Regions from separate parts of the Rattus norvegicus genome. Here region 2 is linked to region 1. A link is a contact called in public Hi-C data. All regions are on one chromosome and are shown on one strand. The core of a region is the stretch at or near the end of the contact, and the rest is flanking DNA. Distances in the headings are between cores, read along the strand shown. Region 1 overlaps Lmo7 (LIM domain 7). Region 2 overlaps Lmo7 (LIM domain 7).

What was found. Hi-C and Micro-C count contacts between places; a contact is called where the count stands out from the background.
Region 2: a Hi-C map of the A7r5 cell line shows a contact between it and region 1, with 4 times the contacts expected there. The contact joins two enhancer-like sites. A contact is called at or near these places in 2 of 12 Hi-C or Micro-C datasets (the A7r5 cell line and hepatocytes).

What each region holds. Positions count from the first base shown.
Region 1 is chr15:85,035,204-85,039,482 of GRCr8, reverse strand. The region is part of intron 1 of Lmo7 (LIM domain 7); the gene reads right to left. Among named protein-coding and RNA genes, the nearest start is that of Lmo7, 56 kb to the right of the region's middle. Within about 2 kb of position 2,327, at least 15 of the 93 cell types and tissues checked have an H3K27ac peak or open chromatin away from gene starts, as enhancers often do. A contact at or near this core is called in the A7r5 cell line, where this site is marked.
Region 2 is chr15:85,177,832-85,182,110 of GRCr8, reverse strand. It overlaps Lmo7 (LIM domain 7), which reads right to left. Exons shown (of 31, transcript NM_001001515.2): 28 at 2,846-3,121; 29 at 1,072-1,180. Among named protein-coding and RNA genes, the nearest start is that of Lmo7, 200 kb to the right of the region's middle. Within about 2 kb of position 2,485, at least 2 of the 93 cell types and tissues checked have an H3K27ac peak or open chromatin away from gene starts, as enhancers often do. A contact at or near this core is called in the A7r5 cell line, where this site is marked.

The DNA of each region.
Region 1 (4,279 bases), core at 1,078-3,577:
ACGGAGGACAAGTTACACCCCAAGTGCCATAACCCACTTTAATCTTATAGTCTAAGCTAATCTCTCTAAGTGACTGTAGCAATGGAGCCCAGAGGTAAACACAAGTGGGAAGAACTAAGTAAAACTATGAGAAGAAAGGAAGATTCCCTTCAGTGCTGACAGTAGGCACAAAAGCCAAGACTACATGAGCCCTGTTTAGACGCAAGTTAAGGTCTCTGAAAACATCCAACTCCCCAAAGGTGCTCTTTTCACACATTCTAGTTCTACGTTACTACGTCTAAAGAATAAATTGTCTCCAAACGTAGGTCCATACTCGAATTTAACCTGTAGCAAGTGGTACAGAAAGTATTCAAAAAGTCGAGAAAAGGGGCTGGGGATTTAGCTCAGTGGTAGAGCACTTACCTGGGAAGCGCAAGGCCCTGGGTTCGGTCCCCAGCTCCGGAAAAAAAGAACCAAAAAAAAAAGTCGAGAAAAAGTCTCCCCAAAGCCCTGACTAGTGCAGGAGTTATTTTTCCCAGATCAACGAGTTTTTAAGTAGCAGGTCTACACGTCGTAAGTGGATGTGAAGATCCATTATCAGAATATTTTAAGTATAGTTATAATGCTTAATATAATCACGGGCTTTTGGGAGTCAAAAGATGCTGCTGTTTTGTGCAGAAATGTCTCACACACAAGGACAAGTCTCAACAAGGACGTGCCTCACCTCCCCGTGAATTCCCGTGAGAGTCATCACTGTGGGAAACATTCCTTTTCAGAAATGGTGTGTCTACATCACAGTTACAGGTTGAAGAGTCCTACATGGACTTCGAATTGAGGTTCTACCCTTCGGTGACTTCGGTGTAAGCTTGGCATTGAGAGACAGAGTTCGTATGTCTGTGACATAAGCATGTCTGCTCACGATTCTCCTCGGAGGTCTACTCCTAAGTCTGTCTGTGGTGCTAATCGACAGCGATGCAGTTCCTCAGAAATCTGCTTGTCAAGCTTCCAACAACCAACTCAGCAATGAATGAATTCCCAGGAGGCAAAGACAAGGTTACAATTCTGTGCCCACTTTGAACTCAGAGAAAATGAAAACCTTTTCTCTGCATGAACTCTCTGGCACAAACATTTATATTTACGGAGCATCGCTCATGGCAAGCATAAGAAGTGGGTGTAACCCAAAAGTTTATCAACCAGTGAATGAATAAACTGACTACAATGAAAACCATATAGCGAAACATCACTCAGATGACTCTTGGAAACAGGTAGAAGGAAAGACGCCAGACAAAAAAGGTCACTGTGTGTCCTTGGCATTGTGAGTGACAATTCCACAGAATTAAGATCTCCTCGGCCCATTTATTATCTTTTTTCCTTACTTACTTCATGTGTTTTCAACACATGAAACCTAAAACACACCTAAGAGCATTAACAAATAGGGCCCCAGCACTTGGGTGTACAGACGCCCATTAGCTGTCTTCTGCAGTGAGCCACGCTTCCAACAACAGAACTGTTAAGAAATCCCTTCCTCAGGCAACTTACATGGTGAGTTCTTCTCCTTAGACTCTTTCCGAGCCTTCGGAGGTCTCAATCACATTTGCGGTTTACCTCAAAAGTTTAACTTACTCATCTAAAATATGCTCGACCAAGAACTAGTTTCATTTGTACTTACTGGAGTGATTTGTTTAAAACTTAGAGAATAATTCTTAAATACCATTTTGGAGCTTAAGACATATAACATACCACATACATTATAGACCCATAGAAATTAACTAATTGGGTTTCCTCCCCCAAATACTGATGACCTTAGGAATCCTTCTTGGGGCAACCCAAGGACCTCCCTTAGCAATGTTGGTGCAGTAATGGCTTCCCTTTGAAAACAGAGAACAGTATCTGGACAGCATTACCTCACAACCAAGAGTGACTGACCCTGAGCCATGGGGGGGTGGGGGGGGAATGTTCTCGCTGCCCTTTTGCCTCCTTGCCTGGTTTGTGAACACCACCTCATAGACACGATATTCATTCCATAGAATAACTCTAACTGAGTCTAAGATTAGCTGCCTATGGAGCTAGTGAAACATAACCTAATCCCTAGGCCTTTCTCTGGAAAATTCTGATTCAAACAACTTGGGCTGGCCCAGAAATTCTCTGACTCAGGGTGTCACTGAGACCTGACTCTGAGAAGAACTGTTTGGATGAGAAGGACTTAGGACCTGCCATGAAGGCCGGATCCCGCCGGTATGTGTTTGATTTTGAACAGGTACCTCGGGCTTCCTTATGAGAGAACAAATTTGCACCAACCGTCACCTCTATGGAGGCAAACGAAACTAAGCCTGAAATCCGTCTCTGCTCTCTGCTGCCACTGTCTGGCACATTCTCAGTACTGCAGGAGTCTAAAATGTTAATGACCAGATCCAGGCACATTATTAAAAAGTATTTCAACAAAACAGCTCATGTTGAGGTTTAAAACGCAATCTAAGGTGGTATTGGGTGAAAGTGGGAAATATTTTTATAATGCCACAAAAGTGTAGCCTTCATTGTGTTCCCACAGAACCATTGTTGGACCACTCGGATAGATTTTTGACGCTTTGTATGTAAACGTTTGTATATTATAGAATCAGTTTACCTGTAGATTCGGGATCCTCCGTGGAACAACTTAGTATAGTTGAAGTAATATTAAGAGTAACTGGACACGTAGTTCAGTGCTACAACACTGTCCTAGCATAGTTGAAAGCCTGGCTTCCATCCTCAATACTAGAAATGTATATGCATTTTTACAGAAAGAAATCCTGACATAAAAAGTGTTCAGATGTCAAACTCGTACTCATTCTTAAGACTTCTGAGAATCTCCTCAGTCCTCTTAACGATTTCCCTCCCCCAGCTTGTGAGCTGGGGCTCAGGAGCATGGCTAACACAGAGATCTGCTTCCCTGGCCCAGGGTTACCACGTGGCAGGCAGTATAGGTCCTTGCATGACTAAGTATCCAAACTGAGCAGAGCCTGTGGCAGGATTGGACTGTTTAGGAAGCGGGAGCGCATGGGTTAATCGTGAAGGCTCCAAAGGAAGATTTGCTTCACCTGGGCTGTGAACCACTTCCTTGCTTCAAACTCTGGGGCTCGCCCGCCTTACAAATGTTTTCTCACGGTGGCAAACTGCAAGCAGCAAATTGTTTTAGACATGTAGCTCTGGCCGGTCCTTGGAGGCCATCCTGCCTCAACTTTACTCTCCCAGAGGAGTACGTCATCTAGAAGAATCTTGCCCCACTCCTCACCTCCAATACAACTGGGGGAACAGCCCTCTGAGAGCCAAGCACACCTCACTTTCTGTGGAAATCCTGGGATTTACGTTTTCTGCACTGCCCAAACTCAAATCTCAGAGTCTTTGTCCTTCCTCATCGCTCCAGATCCACATACCCCAACCACACAGGTTCTAGTCGGCTTCCAGCACAGATATGAATCCAGTCTCCTCTGACGGATGGATGGATGGCTCACCCTTCATTTCTGACTCTTGGATACATTTCAAAATCGACTTTGCACTCCTTAAAAATAGCCATCTTGCTTTGGCTTTCCGAAAGTCACATCAACCAATACACTCAGGCTCCTCACCTCTCAGCCCCCATATATGAAAAACTCGATTCCACCCAAACCTAGTTCTTTCTTTCCCTCCTCCGTTTCCAAAATTTAAATGGCATCTCTCCAAGGCCTCCCCAAACACTGCGATCCTTTCCTCCCAACATCTATGGGACACCAAGTTACTAAACCACCCGCTGGGTAATTATAATACCATTTAGCTTTAATTCACCGTTTCTTAAGACCATTCTTTTCTATCCCAGACCAAAAGGTTACTGAAGTCGGGAATGTCGCCCAAAGATGTCTGGTGATCTTCCTGCACCCAACAGGACGCACAACGAGTAGTTATGATTCATTTTTAAATCTTAAGTTCTGAAGATTTAAATTTGGCACAGGCAAAACCATTTAAGAAAAGAGAGACAAAGACAGAGAGAGACGGAGACAGGGGAAAAAAAAAAATCCGGCCATGGTCTGAGAGGGAGCAAAGGCAATGTTCACTAAGGTTTCCCTCCCTCTCAGGAAACAGCGATAATTCTCCTACACGGGAACCGAGAACAGAGAAAAGGACTTAAAAGCTGGAGAGGCGGGAGGGCAGCGAAGACAGGAGGGTTGTAGGAGCACCATGAAATAATCATCACCCAGCCCCAAGAGGAGCAGATGGCAGCCACAGACAATGGAGCCCCGTGCAGGTGATATGAAAGTTTGATGAATTTCCTAATAGCTTCATGATGAAA
Region 2 (4,279 bases), core at 1,236-3,735, 140 kb before region 1:
AAATGACTTCTAACTCACATGTAAGAACAGGAGAGAAAACAATCTGAATTTCTTGCATTCCAGTCTAGAGTGGACCATTCCCTGTGTCTCTATATCACTGGTAGAGCAAGTATTCCCTCAGGGGTGCTCTGGTGTTCTCTGTCTCTCCCCCTTTGTCAGTCTGTCTATCTGTGTCTGCGTCTCTCTCTCTCTCTCTCTCTCTCTCTCTCTCTCTCTCTCTCTCTGTCTCTCTGTCTTGTTCTCTCTCTGTCTCTGTCTTTGTCTCTCTTTGTCTCTGTCTCTCTCTCTCTGTCTCTCTCTCTCTGTCTCTCTCTCTCTGTGTCTCTGTCTCTGTCTCTGTCTCTCTCTCTCTCTCTCTCTCTCTCTCTCTGTGTGTGTGTGTGTGTGTGTGTGTTTTCAAACCCTGTTTTCACTCATTCTGCTCTACATGTATACGATACATGCTTAGGCAAGCTGCTAACTTTGGAATTTCAGGATCAAAACTGGGGAGACTTTCTTCTGGCCCAAAGAGAGTTCCAGAAATTAAACCTGGTGTGTGTTTATAGGCAGACACTGTAAAACAAAGAATTACAGCCTGACCCTTTCCTATATAGGAAAAAAAAAATTATCAGGAGTAAGCAGGCTGTGCAATTGTAAAAATATTTACAGCGGTTTTCCTTCCAGACACTATTAAAAGCTATCGTTTGAGACACTGATAACTGCATGTCTCCATGTTGCTAATAACACTGGTAAATTAAATTCTAAGTCTACCCATGGCAGCAGGCTGGAGAACACACTGTGCACTGTAAATTTTATTTATAGAATCCTAGCAAATTAGAGCTACAAAAAGCATGGGCCTTCCAGACTGACTTTTATAAGAAGATTCCAGCCTTGAGAACTAAGTAGTAGCAAGCGATTTGCAATGCCAGCGCAGCACAGACCAACAAATAACAGCACCAAGCTTGTTAGTGGCGCATCCGCAACCCCGGGGGCTCACAGAAGCCATGCGTTCTCCAAGCAAAGCGTGGCGTGACGGGGCGTGGCATGGTGGGTGGGCCCGCCGGGCTGGCAAGCTCTCTGACTCAGGCTCACCTTAAAACAATGTAAATGATAACAAAGACCCAGGGTCTCGATGATCATGGCGGCTCCTTTGCCCAGAATGCTATTACAGTAGGAGCACACACGTTTCCCACTCACTGACCTAGACATGGAACAAGAACGGAACGGAGGCTTTCACCTGTGCTGTGCAAGGTTGGCATTTAAAGTCACACTCAGCATTGTTAGCAACGAAGATATAACTTAAGAAAGGATCTGTATATCTGTGGGAGAGAAACCTTCAGCAGCCAACTAAAGCATGACTTCATTACATCTTGCACTGTCTCGATGGAGGCCCTAGGGATGCGATTCGTCCATTTGCGACTTTGATGGCATTCCCCTTTGATTACGAATGGACTCACCAGAATCTCTGATCTTTTACATCCTTTTGCTAATTCAGTTGGCCAATACACAAAATTCCACTTGGGCATTCCACCCTTGGGGCCATCTGATTCTCTGTAGTTTGCCGTCTCTAAATTACTTTTTACCCCTTCTTACTCATTTTTCTGGTTAGAAATCTAAACACCTTCTTGACTCCACCTCTGTTGAGAATGACGTCACATTGCCTAAGAGCTGCAGATGAGCCCGGGATGGGGGTTTCCTAGGGCTAAAGGGACAACCCTTCATCCTCATCCTTACTGTCCCACCCCTCCAGAAGGAGCACAGTACTACAGTCCCACTAAGGAGTGGGGGGTGTGGCTATTGAGCGTTGGAGGAGAAGAGAGCCACCTGCTGGACACAGACCTTCCCTGCACAGAAAATCCCAAGACTTGTCCCTAGCCCTCCCCTGTCCTATTCTCACACATGGGGCCCCAGTGGGAGAGTGAGTGACTTCTGCAAATTCCATCAACCCCAAGAAACTGACTGTAAGTCCTCCTCACCCCTTCTCCTTTAATTCAACACCCTAACATATTTTGTGGATCTTGGTAACTGTAACATTATTTTGGACTGATAGAAAGTATTTTCTTATCTCAGTCTAATACTTCACAGCTTAAAAAGTATCCAAATAGAAATGGATTTCTACCTCTAATTGTGATGGAAACTAGAACTCCTTTAGGATCACAACAGAGGACTGTGCACATCTGAAAACACAACCCACACAAACATCAGCCCCACCCCCCATAGCCCAGAGGCAAGTAGCCATTCAAGATGCTACCTAACTTTCCCACCTCCCAATATAACACATGAACTACAGGAGCCAAGTGATGCGGCCTGAGCAGAATGCTAGCAGATCAGGTAACAGACAAAGCAATCCAAGACTCCAAACACAAGATCAAACCTACAGGATGTTTCTTTAAAAAAAAAAAAAAAATCAGTTTGCTATGCCGCCATTTTATCATGACTTTCTTTCACATTCCATTCCAATGAATTTCTATTCCAGTGCCATTAAAAGTCCAACACTTCATAATACTGCTCTCGCTCATAAATATGACAAGCATTCTCGAGCCACTGTATCATTTGGCGATGCCACATGGTGATATATCCAGACAAATCTACCATCTGAGACACTGACCAAAAAGCACAGGCAACAGAGAGCCTCCAACATGCAAACATGTTGACGGTCTTCAGTACCTTTACCAGACATCTGTAAACACTGGGCAGGCAGCAGACAGAGGCAGGAGAAAGCCTTCTCAATGGCTTTGATACAGAAACACCAAATTCCATGCACTCAAGAGGACTTGGTTTTCTTCTTTACTGGGTCATTTGGGGGATGTTTCAATGAAGGAACATCCATAAAACTAAGACAAGGGGACTGCACAAGAGGCCTTACCTGTTACGTAGCTGAGAGCCTGACTGTGACATCGAAGGAGAATGGCTACGTGGAGAGGGAGACCCCGGGGAGGTCTTCACTGAGCCAGCTAGAGGCGGTACCGCAGAGGATGGGTTCCGCATGTAGGCACGGTTTGACGTGGACAACAGCTGTGGTGGCAGGCGACTAAAGTCTTGAACAGAGGAAGATGCGTAGACTCCTGCAGGCTGGCTGTGCCAGGAGGACTGCCTCCAAGATCCTGGCCGCTGGGAATCCAGATTGTCCAGAGACTCCCCTCTGAAACACAGGAGGTGGTCACAGGAGTAACATGAGTCACTCAGATTGAGGTCACCTAACAGACGCACCATGGTGGTCAATGTAAGGCCCCCTTTATGTATTTTCTGGGCTGCAACTAATCTAGTTCCAGTTACATATATCTTTAACAATAAAATCATTCTACACTAGAGGTACTGTAGCATTTCATATTCAATAACCTTATCTGGAGTGGTTCTTAGACAAAAGACCAAGTATCAAGTGGGAAGAAAACGACTTCTTAAAGAAAAGTTAATACTAGCAGTCAGTCATCCCTAAACAACAGGTTAGACATAGAAACCTCAGTCTTTTAAAATTCAACCAGAAAATACATTTTAAGCACATAAGTATTGAAGTATTTTCACAGACGTATTTCACTTAATTTTCACACAACAGTACAAGGGTGGTTTTAATCTCACACAAGTTACCCTGACCAGATCAGGAGTTCGTGGTTGAGGCCCTGGCTTCAAACCAAAGTCCCCTGAACCCTCTGCAACCCAGGCCTGCCTCCCAGACACTCCCTTTTGCCACCCCAAGTCCTATGTGTCAGCAACTGTTCAGTGTCCACATAGCAGGAAATAGAAGATACCCTGAATACAGGATTAGCTCTTCTACAAAAGCTAGCTCTGGATTGTGCATGCCTCTCTAACTGTTGATTTTGTTAGTGTGTTTAAGTCTTTCTTCCTGCCAGAAGCTTAAACAATAGAGGGGTTTTTTTTAGCTTAACATTGTATGCAATGCAGCGTTACAATATAACTCTCCACAGGGAGTGGGTCAAGAAGCACAGAAGGGTCTTCTGAGAGTGGGCAAAGGGTCCTTATTCCCTTACTTTCTTTCCATATCCGCCCTAATCCTGCAAAGCAGCAACCCTGAATTGTGTGTCCTTACAGATTTTTCTCAGATATGGAAGGAAATAATAACTCATACGTACAAATTTGCATATGTACATTAATACAGGCGTATATACTATGTACTATGTAACAGTCCTCAAAAATGGAAACAATATGGTTTTTATTTATTACAACACTGTAACGTTTGCAACACCTAACATAGAAGATCCTGAATCCTGGTCTTGCCTCATCATGGGATGAGTCAGTTGTGCCCACAGAACCATGCACTGCTCTCCTGTCCAGTGCCATCCAC